2 separate regions of the Sus scrofa genome follow, and region 2 is linked to region 1. A link is a contact called in public Hi-C data. All regions are on one chromosome and are shown on one strand. Each heading gives the region's core, a stretch centred on a gene start, on an enhancer-like site or on the middle of the called end of the contact. The rest is flanking DNA. Distances are from core to core; before and after follow the strand shown.

Region 1 (7,859 bases), core at 2,685-5,184:
CCAGTTACATATGTAGAATTAAAAAAGGTATATCTTGACATAGCTTGCTTCTAAACCTTTTTAAAATTGCTTTATGATACATTTGAATTCAGTATATAGTATAGAGCATGTGTGTATTCCTGAGTATATAATTACATAATTTTAAGTTATTTTACAAAAATGGTATACTACTAAACCATATACAGGGTGTCTGTGTCTGTCTCTCCTCTGTCACGATCCATGAATCTTCTGTTTTGGTCTGCTTGAGAAGGACCCAGATCTTCTGTAACAACTTAATATGGTTGGCCTTCTAGGATCCTGGAGTGAGCAATGGTCCGAGGGCCTAGGTCTCATCAAAAGCAATCTGGCAGAACCCTGACCTTGTAATCTTGTTCCTCTTAAGTATTGGAACCCAAACTTTTCTAGATTTCTGCTTCCCCAAAGCTTTCCAACTTAAAGAGTTAGGCACTCTGTTTTTAGGTGAATGTCATTCCAAATCAAGGTCCTTTATGCAGAAGTATAAAACATGCCCTGGGCAAGTGGTGGAAGAGTAAGCTGGCCAGGTTTGGATAGGGAGGATGGTGTCGGGAAGGGCTGTTAACTACCAGCAAAATTCTAGGCACTGGGGCAACAGCAGAGAACTTAAAATTCCTGCCTTCAATGGGACTTCATTTCTGGTGGAGAGACAAACAGATTAATCAGGTGTGATGAGTACTATAGAGAAAAGTAACACAAGCGAAATGTATGAGGCTGGAAGAGTCATACTAACAAATTCAGAGAGGTGAGAGATGAAGACAGGTTGGGTAAGGCTTTGAGAAGAAAGCACTCACTTCCGAGAAAAGTATATTATCACCTTTTCATTTTACCTCATACTTCACCTCTTTTCTTTCCCAGATTAAATTCTATGGTCCATCATGATCCCACTCCCCACCTGTATTCACCATCAACTCCCTTGCCACTTTCCCTTGTTTCATCTATTTTAATGGACAAACCACAATCTTGGTGATGCCTAGCCATACCTGTGCAGTTTATAGTGGAGAAAAACATTCAACCAGTGTCTCATCTTAAATTCATGATCATCAGCCTCAGGAGGGGAATCATTCTCCCTATCTATTCACTTTCCTACTCAAAAGAACCATTTCATACCTTCTCGCTTTCCTCAAATCAATCTTACCTTTATTCTCAATGACTCTACTTGACTGAGAAAATTGAAGCAGCCAGAACAAAACATCACCGGCCCCCTACATCTACTTACTTCACATAATTGTAGATGAATGTTTCTAAAAATCTGGTCTCTGGGCCAGCGGTATCAGCACCACCAAGGAACTTATCAGAAATGCAAATTATTGAGTCCCACCTCAGACCTACTGAATCAAATTCTGGGCTTGGGGCCCAGCAATCTGTGCTTTAGTAAGTGTTCCAGGTGATTATGATGAAGCTTAAGAGTTTGAGAACCAGTCCCCCTCTGCATGTTTCTGTCTAGAAAGAATCTATTTGTGCACCAGACCTCAGTCTCTCATCAACTAAGTTACATGGCTCCATCAAATCTCCCTCTTCTGCATCCCAGTTTTACTTCTATTGGATTATTCTTGTCAGCATAAAAACATGCTGCTGTTTCTCCCATTTCTTCATCAGTTACCACCCATTTCTCTATTCCTCTTTGCAGCAAGACCCCAAAGAGGAAGCTGTTATTGATTCCATTTCTCCATTTTTTTCTAACCCAGTCCAATCAAGCTTTCATCCTCTTCATTCCAGTGGAAATCGTCTTGTCAAGACCACACATTTTTGATTCTCAGTCCTCATCTCTCTCTCTGGGTTTTTTTTTTTTTTTTTTTTTTTGCAGTTGAGAATAAATGTCCATTTTATTTAAGCATTAGTAGATAAGCAAGGAAAGGAGATTTTTTTGGTATCATTTAAAAAAGTTACTCAATGAATTTTATTACATTTATAGTTGTACAACGATCATCACAACCCAATTTTATAGCATTTCCATCCCAAATCCCCAGCCCATCACCCCACCCCTCAACCTGTCTCCTTTGGAAACCATAAGTTTTTCAAAGTCTGTGAGTCAGTATCTGTTCTGCAAAGAAGTTCATTGTGTCCTTTTTTTTAGATTCCACATGTAAGTGAATAGCATTTGATGTTGGTGATGTCTGATTAATTTCACTTAGCATGATGATTTCTAGGTCCATCGATGTTGCCGCAAATGCCATTATTTCTTTCCTTTTAATGGCTGAGTAATATTCAATTGTGTAAATGTACCACATCTTTATCCACTCCTCTGTCAATGGACATTTAGGTTGTTTCCATGTCTTGGCTGTTGTATATAGTGCTGCAATGAACATTGGAGTACATGTATCTTTTCAAGTCATGGTTTTCTCTCAGCCCTCATCTTATTTGACCTATAGATGGTACAGGATCCCCTTGATACACTTTCTTCACTTGGATTCTAGCACAGAATACCTCCTGATTTTCCTCCTATTTTACCTGTTGTTCCTTCTTAGTCTCCTTGGCTGGTTCCTCCTCTTCTTTTTATCCTCTTGATGCCACAGTGACCCAAGGCTCAGTCCTTGACCCTCTACACTCACTAGATTACATCCAGTCCTATGGCTTTAAACACCATCCTTGTGCCAACAACTCCCAAATGTAGAATCGGTCCAGGTCTATCTCCTGATCTCTGGTATGTTCAGTCGCTAGCTCAACCTCTCCACCGATGTCTCGCCAACATCACAAACCCAACACTTGCAAACCTAAACCTCTTCCTCATCTGCCCCATCACTTATAATGAATTCATCTCTCCCATTTCTCAGGCCAAATCCTGAGAGTAATATTTCTCACATCCTATATCGTATTTACTGGTTGACCAGTTCTTGCCATATCTACGGCCAAGTCACCAACTCTCACCTGGATGATGGCATAATCTCTTAGCTGGTTTCTACTTGCACTTTGCTTCCTACAGTCTGTCCTCCACACAGTAACAGAGGGATCCTGTGAAAATGTACATCAGATCCTGTCATTTCTCAGACTTTCTCCTGGCTCCCATCTGAGAGTAAAAGCCAAAGACTTTGATGGCTCACAAATTCTTGTCTTCTGATCTCCCATTTCCACTGTCACCTCACTGTTTTCCCTGCTTACATCTCCACTGTTCTTATCTACTCCACCCACCTTGTCCTCCCTTCTACCCTTCAAAATGCCAGGTTCCTTTCAGAGGGTCTTCACGCTAGCTGGGTCTTCCATCTGGAGTACACTTCCCTCATATCTACAAGGCCCAGTTACCTTTTCCAGCAGGTATCACCTTATCAGTGAGGTCTCCCCTGACTCTTATTTGCACTCGCTATCCCACCTCCCACACCACCTGTCTCCCTTGCTCTGGGCTTCCCGTAGGCAGAGGTGGACCTGAGATTCCATTCCCAAAGATCTGTCTCTTTCTACTTTGAAGTGGGGAGTCAAGAAAGCTGATAAAAAGCCATTACACAACTTTTAAGAATCAAATGGATCGGTAATTACTGGTTAGCAGAATTTTAAAATACAGTTTGTATTCTCCATTTCCAACTCCTGCTTTCCTAGAGTGATAGAACACTGACCTGGGAGTTAGAAACCTTGGATTCTAGGCCTCGATCTATTACTCAGGAGCTCTGTGACCTGTGGCAAGCAAGTCCTCAGTCTTGGTCAGCCTGGGAAGTGAGGGAACTGGGACTAAATGATCCATGAGGTTAACACTCCAATCCTGTCAACTCTGCTTCCAAAATAAATCCCAATGCTGTCAATGTTTCTCATCCCTGCTGCGCTACCTCCTCTCCGTGCTCTATTCACTTCCTGCCAGGCCATTGCATCAGCCTCCTTACCTCCTTTCACTCTTGTCTTTAATCCAGCTTCCACATAGCTGCCTAAGGTGTAACTCAGAGCATGCCTGTTTCTCTCTGAAACCCTCCAGCAGCTTCCCACTGTGCTGAGAATCACCCCTGTGCTCCCCACCGTGGCCTGCAGGGCCTCTCACCATCTGGCTCTGGGCTCCCTCCCTCATCTGGTTCCAGCCACAGTGGTGTCCAGCCCCTCAGATTTGCCAAGCTCATTCCTGCCTAAGCAATCCTTTGTTTTGCTTACAAGTTCTTCCTCCTTGTGTCCTCCTGGTGGATTCCCTCTCATTTTTTTAGGACTCAGCTTCAAGGTCTTTTCCTGAGTGTAAGCTCCCTTTCCTGATCACTTTTTCTAAAGCCAGTTCTTCCTCATTAGTTTAAAATTCAGCTCCCTACTTATTTTTTTGTTCCCATAGAGACATTTACCACAATGTAACATTAAGTCATGCAATAGTCACAAAATGGAATACCATACAACTGTAAAAAGAAATCTATGTATTGATATAGAACAATTTAAGATATTGTTCAGTGAAAAAAAAAATCCCAAGGTGAAGTCCAGAGTGTATAGAATACCACCATTTGTATAATAGAGGGGGAAGAATATATTTGCTTGTATATGCATATGTTATCTCTGGATGGGCACAGAAGAAACTGATAACATTGCTGGCCTTTATGAGGAGGACTAGGTGGCTAGGGGCAGGAGTGGGGGGCTTTTCACTGTGCACCTTTTTGTATTTTGAATCATATAGTGTACCACCTATGAAAAATAAATAAGTAAATATTTAAAAATTGTGTAACTTGCTTTGTTTTCCTACCTCCCCAAAGAGAACATAAACATTCTGACAGTGTGTACCATGTCTTTTTTCATTCCCTATTATTATTATTATTATTTTTGTTGTTGTTGCTATTTCTTGGGCCGCTCCCGCAGCATATGGAGGTTCCCAGGCTAGGGGTCTAATCAGAGCTGCAGCCACCGGCCTACGCCAGAGCCACAGCAACTCGGGATCCGAGCCGCGACTGCAACCTACACCACAGCTCACGGCAACGCTGGATCGTTAACCCACTGAGCAAGGGCAGGGACCGAACCCGCAACCTCATGGTTCCTAGTCGGATTCGTTAACCACTGTGCCACGACGGGAACTCCTTCATTCCCTATTATGTCCTCAGCACTTAACACAATGCCTGGCACTTAATAGGGCTCAGTAAGTAATTACAGGATGAATGGATGAAAGAATGAAGGTCTCTTCCTGTTCTAACACTGGATTCTAATCTTAGGCCTTCAAAGAATAAAAGAAACACAGGTTCTAGAACCAGCCATTTAGAGGGAACCAAAGAGACACCGAATTGTTTTGCAGTGTGGTGGACGCTTTTCCTTTGTGGTTATCGATAAGCTTAAAAAAAATGTGACGGGGAGAGTATGGCAGGTGAAATGTGACTGATTTGCCTGGCACAGATGCACTTATCAAGTGAGAGCCCAAGAGGACACAAGAGGACAATGTCCTGCTTGGACCATGCCCCATCACAGCCTCTGCAGATGGCAGCCTGAGGGACAAGCAAAGCAGCCCCCTTTCCTGAGGCCTCAGAACATTCGGGATCACAAAACCTACCACACTCCAGTTCTGAGATTGTCTTCTTCCTTGGATTCTAAATTTTTTGAGGTCAGGAACTGTCTGTCTTGCTCACCAGTATACTTACATCCTGGGATAGAAGAGACAAGGAGTTAAGTGAAAGAATAAAATTTGAGGAGTTTCTGTCATGGTTCAGCGGAAACGAATCTGACCAGTATCCATGAGGATGTGGATTCAATCCCTGGCCTTGCTCAGTGGGTTAAGGATTGAACTGTGGTATGGTATGTGGTATGTGGTGTGGTGTGGTAGAAGCGGCTCGGATCTGGTGTTGCTGTGGCTGTGGTGGCGGCTACAGCTCTGGCTGGACCCCAGCCTGGGAGCCTCCATATGCCACGGGTACGGCCCTTAAAAAAAAAAAAAAAAAAAAAAAAAAAAAAAAAAGAATAAAATTTGAGTTGAACATCTGGAAGAGGGAGCTGTAATACCACATATAACCAGAAGGTGGCACTAGAGGATCATTTTCTGAGATGTCAGTTCAGCCCAAGACTTAACAGTCTGGGGTGCAGAGTGCTATTTTGACCAAGGGAAAGTGTAGCTGATTTTTGACAAGTTTACTGAGCAGCTCTACAAGTCACTAGGGTTTATAAGAAGAGACACAGCTGGGCCAGGGAGACAGAAGCCTACAGCAGAAATCAACACTGTATAAGAAGACAAGTGCTATTCTGGCCTTCAGGAATCCGGAGAAGGAAAGATTAAGTCTGGTTGAAGCATTTGGGGAAAGTTCACAGAGGAAGTGACATCTCCTCTGGGCCTTGAAAGTGGGGAGGATTTATGCAGTTGGAGGACATTCTAGGTAGAGGGGATGGATTCATGAGAAATTGGAGACTGGTGAATTACCAAGAATGGCTGCATTGTCCAAGATTTTGGGGAGATCAAGGGGTAAAGAAAACATTCTGCTCTGAGAGTTTACATTTTTGATGAAAGGACAAAAGACTTATGGAATTAATGCAACACCTACAGTAGCAGCTCAAGAAATAGTCAAAGGATTGAGATTTATGTGTCAGGTAAATATTAGATTTAACATTAATAAATGCGTTACTGAATGAATGACTCCTGGGACTCTGGTAGTTTCTTTGCTAAATCACATATACTTGCTGATACTTTAAGAATGTGTTTTCCAGAGTTCCCATTGTGGCGCAGTGGTTAACGAATCTGACTAGGAGTCATGAGGTGGCCGGTTCGGTCCCTGGCCTTGCTTAGTGGGTTAAGGATCCGGCGTTGCCGTGAGCTGTAGTGTAGGTTCCAGATGCGTCTTGGATCCTGCGTTGCTATGGCTCTGGCGTAGGCTGGTGGCTGCAGCTCCCGATTGGACCCCTAGCCTGGGAACCTCCATATGCTGCGAGAGTGGCCCTAGAAAAGGCAAAAAGACAAAACAAAACAAACAAAAAACCCCCCAAAAAAACCAGAATGTGTTTTCCAAGATTCTTTCTTCCTGTGTCTGAAGCTCTTTACAGACAGCTTTTCCTTCCTCCAAAGATAAGAAATCCTGACCCAAAAAGGAAAGGACTGCAATAGCCTCTGAGGTCCCTGTTACCTAGAGCTTTCCTTCTGAGAGGATTCCCAAGCCCTGTCCCTAGAACATAGCCTCCTTCCTTAGAGCTGAGATGATAGTAACCATCACTTACATATTTATAGCAGTGATGTCATCCATCACTTCCATATTGATAAATCCACTGGAAACATTTCAAAGCTCATTTTTAATTCAGAAGGCTTCTTCTTTATCGAAACACTTTCCATCTTACTTGTGTGACCCTGGGCTCTCCAGTTTACTGCTAGCCCCTCTCCTCTTCTTGGCTTCATCAGCTGCTTTCTTCCATTCCTCTCTGCAGCTGTTTAAGGTTGAGTTCTAAGCCCTAGCCTCTTACTTTATCCTTTTCCTGTGTGATCTCATTCCCCCTCCGTTTTGTTTTTTTTTTGTCTTTTTAGGGCTGCACCCATGGCACATGGAGGTTCCCAGGCTAGGGGTCTAATTGGAGCTACAGCTGCTAGCCTATGCCATAGCCACAGCTACGCCAGATCTGAGTCACATCTGCGACGTACACCACAGCTCATGGCAACACCGGATCCTTAACCTACTGAATGAGGCCAGGGATCAAACCTGCATCCTCATGGATACTAGTCAGATTCATTTCTGCTGAGCTATGACCAGAACTCTGGGGATCTCATTTTTCCTTGTGGTTTCAACTACCACCTAGATGTCAAACGTCCTTGGAGTTTCCTCGGTGGCTCTCCTCTGCACTCCAGCCCACACACCCAACAGCCTACTTGACTTTTTCACTTGGATGTTTTGTGGGCATCTTAATCTCAACATGTATAAAAACTCCCCATCTTCCCCACCTATTCCCCTATCCTGGTGAATGCCCGCATCACCCAGTCTGTTGCTTCAGCCAGCAGC
Region 2 (7,859 bases), core at 1,779-4,278, 340 kb after region 1:
CAGAGGGTCAGGGGCACAGGGAAAGCTTTCTTCCCTCTCAGGGTGCCAGCTTACCTTCAAGTCAGCCCTCCTGTCTCCCCAGGGTTTTCCTGCCGTCAGAGGCAGGGAGATGCTGTGCCAGGACTGAATCTCTCTTCTTCCACCGTTTCCTCTGGCTGTCTCAGCTGGCTCAGTGTCCTAGCATGGCACCTGTCAATAAGCTTGGGGCTGGTGGGAGTTGCTGCGAGCTTCCATGTACCAGGACAGACGCTTGGCACACACAGGTTAATGCAAGAACCTTTTTCTTCTGGGCTTTGGTCTTTCCTTGAGGAAAGCAGGCTTAATTATCTCATCTCCCAAGACAGCAGTCATCAATATTATGGCACTGGCTGTAAGCAGATGAGGGGCAGATGCTAGGGGAGCTAGTCATCAAGACTCAGGGCTTCAGGTGTGCCCAAGCTTTGGTTTAGGAGGTAATGCCTATTTGTCTTCTTTCCTTCTCCTGGAGCCAAAGGATTCTCCTTCAGCCATTTAAAAAGGATACTGTTTACTTCATGGGCCAGAAGAGCTGTCCCAGCTCCACAGAGATTATTCAGCCTGAAGATTAAAAAAAAAAATCTCCTGTATTTGTAAAGAAAGGATAAGATGATCCATTCTAAGTCAGATTCTCTTTTGACATTGTTAGGTCTCAGGCTCCTTTCCTCTGCTGACCTCATTAAATGTTGGTAATCCCTATGTTGGTCTTCAAATTATAGGGAGACTTGACTCATCTGGGAATGTCTGATGTTCTTTCTTTAGTGCCTCCCTTCTCCAAATTGTCCCCCAACCTGCTGCCAGAGGGATCTCCTTTCCTTTTTCTTCCTTCCTTCTGGGGTCAAATCAGAGTTACAGCTGCTGGCCTACACCACAGCTCATGGCAACACTGGATCCACGACCCACTGAGCAAGGCCAGGGACTGAACCTGCATCCTCATGGATACTAGTTGGCTGTGCCATAACGGGAACTCCTCTTTTTTTTTGTTTAATATTTATACTTCTTTGTTTTGTTTTTTAGTGGTTTCTCTAGGGTTTACACATCTTTATGCCAGTCTAGCTTCAAATATTATAGCACTCCGTGTATATAGTATGAGAATCATACAACTGTAAATATCCATCACCTTCTTCCTGGCCTTGGTCTGGTTACTTCACTAATTTAAATTCCTTGTGTTATAAATCACACAATACACTGCTATTAGTTTTGCTTTACACAGTCTGTGATCAATTAAAAAGATTAAAATGAGAAAAATGTTTTTTTATATTTACATATATATACATATATATGTACACACCACTTCTGTTGCTTGTCACTCTTTTGTGCAGAATCATCTTTTTATCTGATAGTTTCCTTCTGCCTAGAAAACTTCCTTAACATACATAGATCTTCTGACAGTGAATGCTTTCACCTTTTGCTGATGCTAGAGGGATTTTTCTAAGAGGGATCTTCTGGCTCAGAAATCTTTTGTTCCCTACTGCCAAAAGGATATAGTCCAAATTCCTTAGCTGGGAATCACAACCTGCCACAATTCAGATTGTGATTTTTGTGAAATTTTCAGCTTCAGATGATTGACATGATTTCAATATAAATTAAATCATAGCATATTTATCAGTTATGATTAGACTCAGAGAAAGCCCAAGCACTAAGGGCTTAAATAACACAGAAGCTCGTTTTCTCATCTCAAGTCCTAAGGTGGACAGTTGGCCTCTGGGTGTCAGGAACCCAGGCCCCTTTGATCTTGCTGCTGTCCGTTCTCAACATGGTCAAAGACGGCCATGCAGATTCCAGGAATCATGTTTGCATCTCAGTCAGGAGGAAGTGAAAGGGGAAGAAAGAGGCATAGGATGGATGCCAGTTTTATTTTAAAGAGGTTCCTAAGAAACTGCCACCTGCCACCTCTGCTTACATCACATAGGACAGACCTTATCAGCTGCAAGGAGGCAGGGAGACTGTTTGTGCCAGCTACCACATGCCCACCTAGAAGTTGTCAGTTTTAATTCTTACGAAGAGAATGGTATCTGGGGAAAACGAGAAGATTCTGACATAAATGTCCTCTGTATAACTTTAATCCTTCCCTTAATCAGTAATGCTTGTCCCCCTCCCCTGCCTGTGAAAATATCATCCTTTAAAGGCCAGCCTAAATGCTAGCTGCCGCCCCCCAGAGGTACCGTTCTCAGGACACCCCTCCACAAGATCTCTAGCGGTGCTAGGAATCTTCCTCCCCGTCTGCCTCCTGAGCCTATACTAGGGGCCCACTGCTCTCCACGGCTGCAGGCTCCTCCCAGCTCCTAAGCTCAACCTTGTGGGGTGCCCTGGAAGAACTAATCTTAACTTTCACTCCTGCAGCCTGTGGGCAGCCACCCCCTCCCCGCTCAGACTTTTTGCACTTGCCCACACTGATCAACTGCATGAACCATCCATCTCACTAACCTTGAGGACAAAGGACAGGAGGGACTTGGGCAACTGGGGGTGTACAAATCTTATCCAGGGGGCACCTGCAACCCTTTCCCAGCCCCAGGGTGACATCAATCCTCTTCTCCAGAGGACAAACAAGATGCTCCTGAAGGCAAGAGGATTGCACAGGGTCCCGTGTATAGGTCGGTGCGCAACAAAACCCGAGAGTCCTCTGGCCTTCAGAGTCAGTTCCCACATCACTCCACTGCTTAAAATCCCTCAGTGCCCCCTCTGTCTCAAGGGTAAGTCCTGAGCCCGCCCACTCTGCCCACTGCCCCCATCTCAGTCTTCGCATGCCCCCCACCTCCTAGCCAGGGGCTGTACTCGCCTGGGGGCAGTTCCCCCACCGTCAGGCTCTCTTGGGCCTCCACTCTGCGGCATGCTGTTTGCTGGCTTTGCTTGGGGCCTTCCAGGGTGGCTGTGACCATACCTCCTCTGGGAGGCTTCCTTAAACCCTCAGGTCTGAACACCTCCGTGCCAGCGGCCGCGTTAGTACACTGTGCAGCAGGCAGGCTGCTTTCGGGCCAGCCCGGGTCGCCCCAGCCTCAGGCACACTCGGGCTCCCAGTGAGTACTCCCCCAGCGAGGCTCCCGAGCGCAGGGACAGAGAGCCAGGTGATGAGGGAGACGTCCCCGCCTCTCTGGCGCTTTGCTCTGAGGGATCACGAAGCAAACACCAAAGAGGCACAGCGTCAAACTCTTCTCTTTGAACAAAGCTACTCATTTTTTAGGGCTCAGCTTCAAGCTTCACTCAGGAAGGCCTAGGACAAGGCCTTAGTCATGAGCTCAAAGCACCGCACGCGTCTTTAGCGCGCTAACCGCTACGGTAATTACCGCGGGACCAGGGCTTCAACGCGGGGCTTCTCAACAGCGGCGCTGCGGCGGGAGGGAGGCTGCGCTCCGCACAAGGGCGCTCGGCGGCGACCTCTCCTCACTAGACAGCGGCAGCACGCCCTCAATTACGGCAGCCAGAAAGTCCCCCGGGGGCAAAAGACCTCAGGCTGAGAACCACCGGTATAACTTCTACCTCCTCCGTCAGAACAGACGTTCCATGAGGATGGTGTGGCCACAGGAGAGGCCGTTTCTGTGGTTTCTCAGCCTGGCACCTGCTCGTTTGTGGAGCTGATCTTCCCCCTGCCCCGTCCTGAGCTGCAGACCACCTGAGAACGAGTCGGACCTTCCTTTTCAGAAGATCCCGCTCTGTGGGCTTGGAGGGCTTGAGGGCAGAGAGGCAAAAGTCTCTGACTGGCTTTTGTACCTGCCAGCCCTGCCCAGGCGTTGCTTTCAGGGAGGTCAGAAATGACAGCTGGATGAGAGGTGAGGGCAGGCCAGGCGGCTTCTTAGTGCTGGGAGACGGCCTTCTTGACAGGGATGACTTCTGCTGGTTTGTGTTTGCTTGTTTTTAGGAAATTTGGACTTTATTAGACACCCTGAGGCTGGCCCTGGGAAAGCCCTGGCTGCCCTCCTGATTCTCTGAGTCAGAAGTGACAGGAGGGAGAGGAGCAGCCTGCAAAAGGGTGGGGGCCCCAAAGGGAGGGCCTGAAACCGGTCCTGCTGATCCGCCTCCCCTCCCACTTAACTCTGGCTCCTCTGGGCTCACCACATGGTGAGAATCTGCTTTGAAGACACGAAGGGCTGCATGGAGGCCTCCAGGGCACGCTGGTAGTCCTGCAGGGGGACCTCGGAGCAGGCGGGGGCCGAGAGCTGGCCTCGGCGGATGAGGTCGCACAGTGTGAAGATCAGCTCCTTGAACTGGTCTGTGGGAGGGTGGAGGTCAGACAGGGGAGCAGCCACAGGCTGGCGGGCCCATGACACACGGGCCTCCCCTGTGGGCAGGAGCTGGCACCAAGCTCCAGGGAAGCTTCGAGAGCCCAAGGGCTTGGCCAGGGCAGCTTGGTTCCTGCCTGTGTTCAGGATAGTGAGGGCCAGGGTGGGGACAGAAGCACAGAGAGTAGCCCCCAGAGCTGATGAGCAGGCAGCATGGTGGCTGTGATGGCTCAGGCCCACAGAACCTGACTGGGTGTAGCGGGGAGTCCTGAATGGTGTGGGAGGGCAGGATCACTTTGAGGCAGAGAAACCAGAAGAGGCACAAGGGAGGGGTGGGTGATGCCTGGCACACCAACTGATGTGGAACAGATGAGCTCTGCTCGCAGAAAAGAGCTTTTTCCGAGAGCCCAGGCCTCCTTTGGAACCTCACCAGTCGAGGTCACCCACATGCCCTCCCAGGGCATGCCGCCCACTCAGGACCCCCGTATGGTGGAGGAAGAGGAGAAGCGAGGGCTGGGGCTGAGAAGTGCTTTTTCACACACATCAATTCATTCAACATTCATATCCGGTCACAACCCTTGCTTAAAACGCTTCTGTGGCTTTCCATTTCCCTTTAAGGTAGAGTCTGAGCTCCTTAAAGAGGATTTTATAGTCCTTGTCGTAATCTTATCACGCCTATCTGTCCAGCTTCCCATCTCTGTGCTAGGCTTTTGCACATGTTCATTTTTCTGCCCAAAACACCCCATTTACGCCATCACATGCCTCCCCCTGACTGGGACAACTCCATGTCATTCCTCAGGCTCAGCTTGGGGCCTGTTCTCCAGGAGAGGAGAATGTGTGCCTGCTCAGGTTCTGGAGCCAGAGAGACTGGCTGTTCACCTCCTGGCTGTGCATCCTTTAGGTGGGGGTGACTTGGGGCCAGCACTTAACCACTCTGAACCTCAGTTTCCTACTCTGTCAAACAGGGCTAACAACTGTTTGAACAACTGGGACATTTAAACCGAGGCAGAGGTCCAGTACCTTGCCCTGTGGCTCACAACTCGGCTTGGTAGAACCCGTAGCCAGTAATGGTGGTTCCAGAGTTTGTCCTCTCTATGCGGCTGTCTTCCACGGCGGGCTTCCCCACCGTCAGCTGCCGGCGGGAGGCAGGGACTGGCTTGTTCTGTGTGGCGCCCCAAGGCCTAGCCCACTTTAAGCCAATAACTATTTGCTGACTGCAGCTGGGTTCAGAGATTGTTTTCCTTTATCCTATTGTGAGGTTGGGGATCTGATCACCTCTCCAGGGCTCAGAGTGGCCGGTCACTTCCGCAGTAGGCACTGGCCTCTTGTGTGACTCTTGGTAATGGGGCCATCATCCACTTACCTGGATTGTGGTCCTTCTTCCACTGGGACATCCAAAAGCCCCGAAGTTTGAGATCTTTAAAAATGAGCAGGCTCTGTGGACACAGGAAGTACATGCTGGGGCTCCAAGGCCAGGAACTTAGGGCACTGCTTGAGGTTCTGATGCCTCCCAGGGGTGGGGCACTGCCTGAGTTTGCACCAGTGTGGTGTCCAAGCCTGTCTCCAGGCATATCTCCCCACCAGCTTACCACGGAGGCGACGACGGGCTGCTTGGCCATCCCCCCGTAGGTCACCATGGTTCCTCCAGGCCTGAAGAGTCCAGAGAGAACAGAGTGGTCGCAGGTAGAGACAGAGCCTGTCTTGAAAGAGCTACAGTGCTTCCATTCCACCCCTGCCTCCTAAACCTTGTTCTCAGAACCCCTGGAAGTAAAAAAATACAGATTCCTAGGCCTGACCAGCCCTAATGAATCAGGAGGTGAGGATCTGTATGAAAAACAACAGGAAACGAACAAGCAAACACCCCCTCCAGAGGACCTGGCTGTCCAGCCAGGGTTGGGAGCCTACTGATCTAAGCTCCTGGTCAGGCTTTGATGAAAACCCTCTATACAAGCTCAGGACCCAAGTTCAGCCATGTGCGTATGTGTGTCTATGTGTATGTTGTGTGTATGTGTACAAGTGTACGTATGTGCGTGCAGTGATGTGACCTTGGGCACTGCCCATGGTGGGCCACACCGTCTGTCGTCTTCTGTACACACTCAAAGGCCCAGTGAGATGCAATAGCTCTGCCGCTAAAGAATAGTGTGGACAGTGCAGGGGACGATGGCAATTGTCAGGACCTGTGGCCTGATACCCACAGCCACCCCAGTGGTTAAACAGGAGAGAGGCTCCTAGACCTTTTAAGATGAATAAGCTTGGACTCACATGTCTGACTTAGCCTGCGTTCCCCTCCCAGCATATCTGGCTCCTTTAGGAGCCTGTGGATCAAGGATGACCTGAAGTATATTTTGGACGACACGAGGGAGGCTCTGTAAACTACAGAATGGAAGAGGCTGTTGGGCAGTTTGGTCTTAAGTTCCCTTCATGCCACCTGCTCTAGAAAGTAGTTCCTGGGGAGACCGAGCCCTGCCTCTCTGGATCCGCACCACACTTGGTCTAATCAGAACAGCTACCATTCATTGGGTGTTTACTCTGTGCCAGGCGCAGGCCCGAGCATTTTACACGTACCAGCGGATCCTCAGAGTAATGCTAAGGGAGGATCTTCTGACTCGGATTTTGCAGATGAGAAAGCTGGGGCCCACCTCTTATGTTCAGAGAGGTTTGTGCTGACCTCACAGCCCCTTGGGCTCAACTTCTGGAGCAGAAAAGGTTTAGCTCCTCCATTTTATTGACAAAGAGACTGAGGCCTGGGTTGTTTCTAGTGTACTGCCTAACTTTTCATAGGTTCACAGCTGGCAGGCAGCAGAGCTGAGACTTGACCCAGCCTGTAATGCCTACACTTGTAACCACTGGGTAAGGCTTCCGCCCACGAGTGACGTGGGGAGCACACTTGGCCTTGGAGGCTGCTGCACTAGGGCTGAAGAGGTGCGCTCAGGAGTCCCAGTGACCCAGGCAAGCTAGGAGCCCTCTCTGGGCTTTGTCTGGATGGGGAGGTGCCCCTCGCCCAGAGGGGTGTGGAAGGGGAACGTCAAGCATGCTGCACGATCTGGTACATGGTAAATGCCCAGTGATCATTACCACCGCTCTTTGATCACATGACCCATCTTCCCATCCAGCCTGCGAGTTCTAGAGGGTTCCCTCAGAGTCCCCGTCTCTGTACCTAGTGAGTACTCTGTACCCCGTGGCCAGTGAGTGCTAGCAAATAAGAGTTAACAACATTGGTGCTTTGGTTGGGAAGTGTCCTTTTCGGTGCCCTTCAGTTCAAGAAGTTTAAAGGAAAAAAGACCGGAAGGACACTGTCGGCAGTGTGCATCCCCCACCGTTGTGGAACGATAGGTAAGTTTTGTGCTTACTTTTTCCTTTGTACTTTCATATGCTTTTGAGATGTTTTATAATATGAGTATGATGTTCTCTCTAACATTAGAGTCTGTTTCAATTCAAAAAAAAGTTGTTTTTTTTTTTTTTTTTTGCTACACCCATGGCACACACAAGTTCCCAGGCCAGGGATCAAACCTGTGCCGCAACAGTAACAACTCTGGATCCTTAACATGCTGAGCCACCAGGAAACTCCTAGAATCTATTTTTAAAAGCTAATAAAAATTTTAAAAGTTAATAAAAATTTTAGAAGCT

Evidence for each region. Hi-C and Micro-C count contacts between places; a contact is called where the count stands out from the background.
Region 2: a Hi-C map of omental adipose tissue shows a contact between it and region 1, with 2.3 times the contacts expected there. The contact joins two enhancer-like sites. A contact is called at or near these places in 1 of 5 promoter capture datasets (liver), 24 of 47 Hi-C or Micro-C datasets (adipocytes, alveolar macrophages, blood and 15 more) and 2 of 2 datasets of contacts at active chromatin or transcription factors (alveolar macrophages and skeletal muscle).

Annotation. Positions count from the first base shown.
Region 1 is chr6:85,752,142-85,760,000 of Sscrofa11.1, forward strand. It overlaps YTHDF2 (YTH domain-containing family protein 2), which reads left to right. Exons shown (of 7, transcript XM_005665152.3): 7 at 1-4,609. Among named protein-coding and RNA genes, the nearest start is that of OPRD1, 20 kb to the right of the region's middle. Within about 2 kb of position 3,935, at least 2 of the 83 cell types and tissues checked have an H3K27ac peak or open chromatin away from gene starts, as enhancers often do. A contact at or near this core is called in omental adipose tissue, where this site is marked.
Region 2 is chr6:86,095,788-86,103,646 of Sscrofa11.1, forward strand. MECR (mitochondrial trans-2-enoyl-CoA reductase) reads right to left here. Exons shown (of 10, transcript NM_001244082.1): 8 at 5,822-5,882; 9 at 5,596-5,668; 10 at 3,862-4,222. The coding sequence ends at 4,062. Among named protein-coding and RNA genes, the nearest start is that of SRSF4, 7.1 kb to the left of the region's middle. Within about 2 kb of position 3,029, at least 8 of the 83 cell types and tissues checked have an H3K27ac peak or open chromatin away from gene starts, as enhancers often do. A contact at or near this core is called in omental adipose tissue, where this site is marked.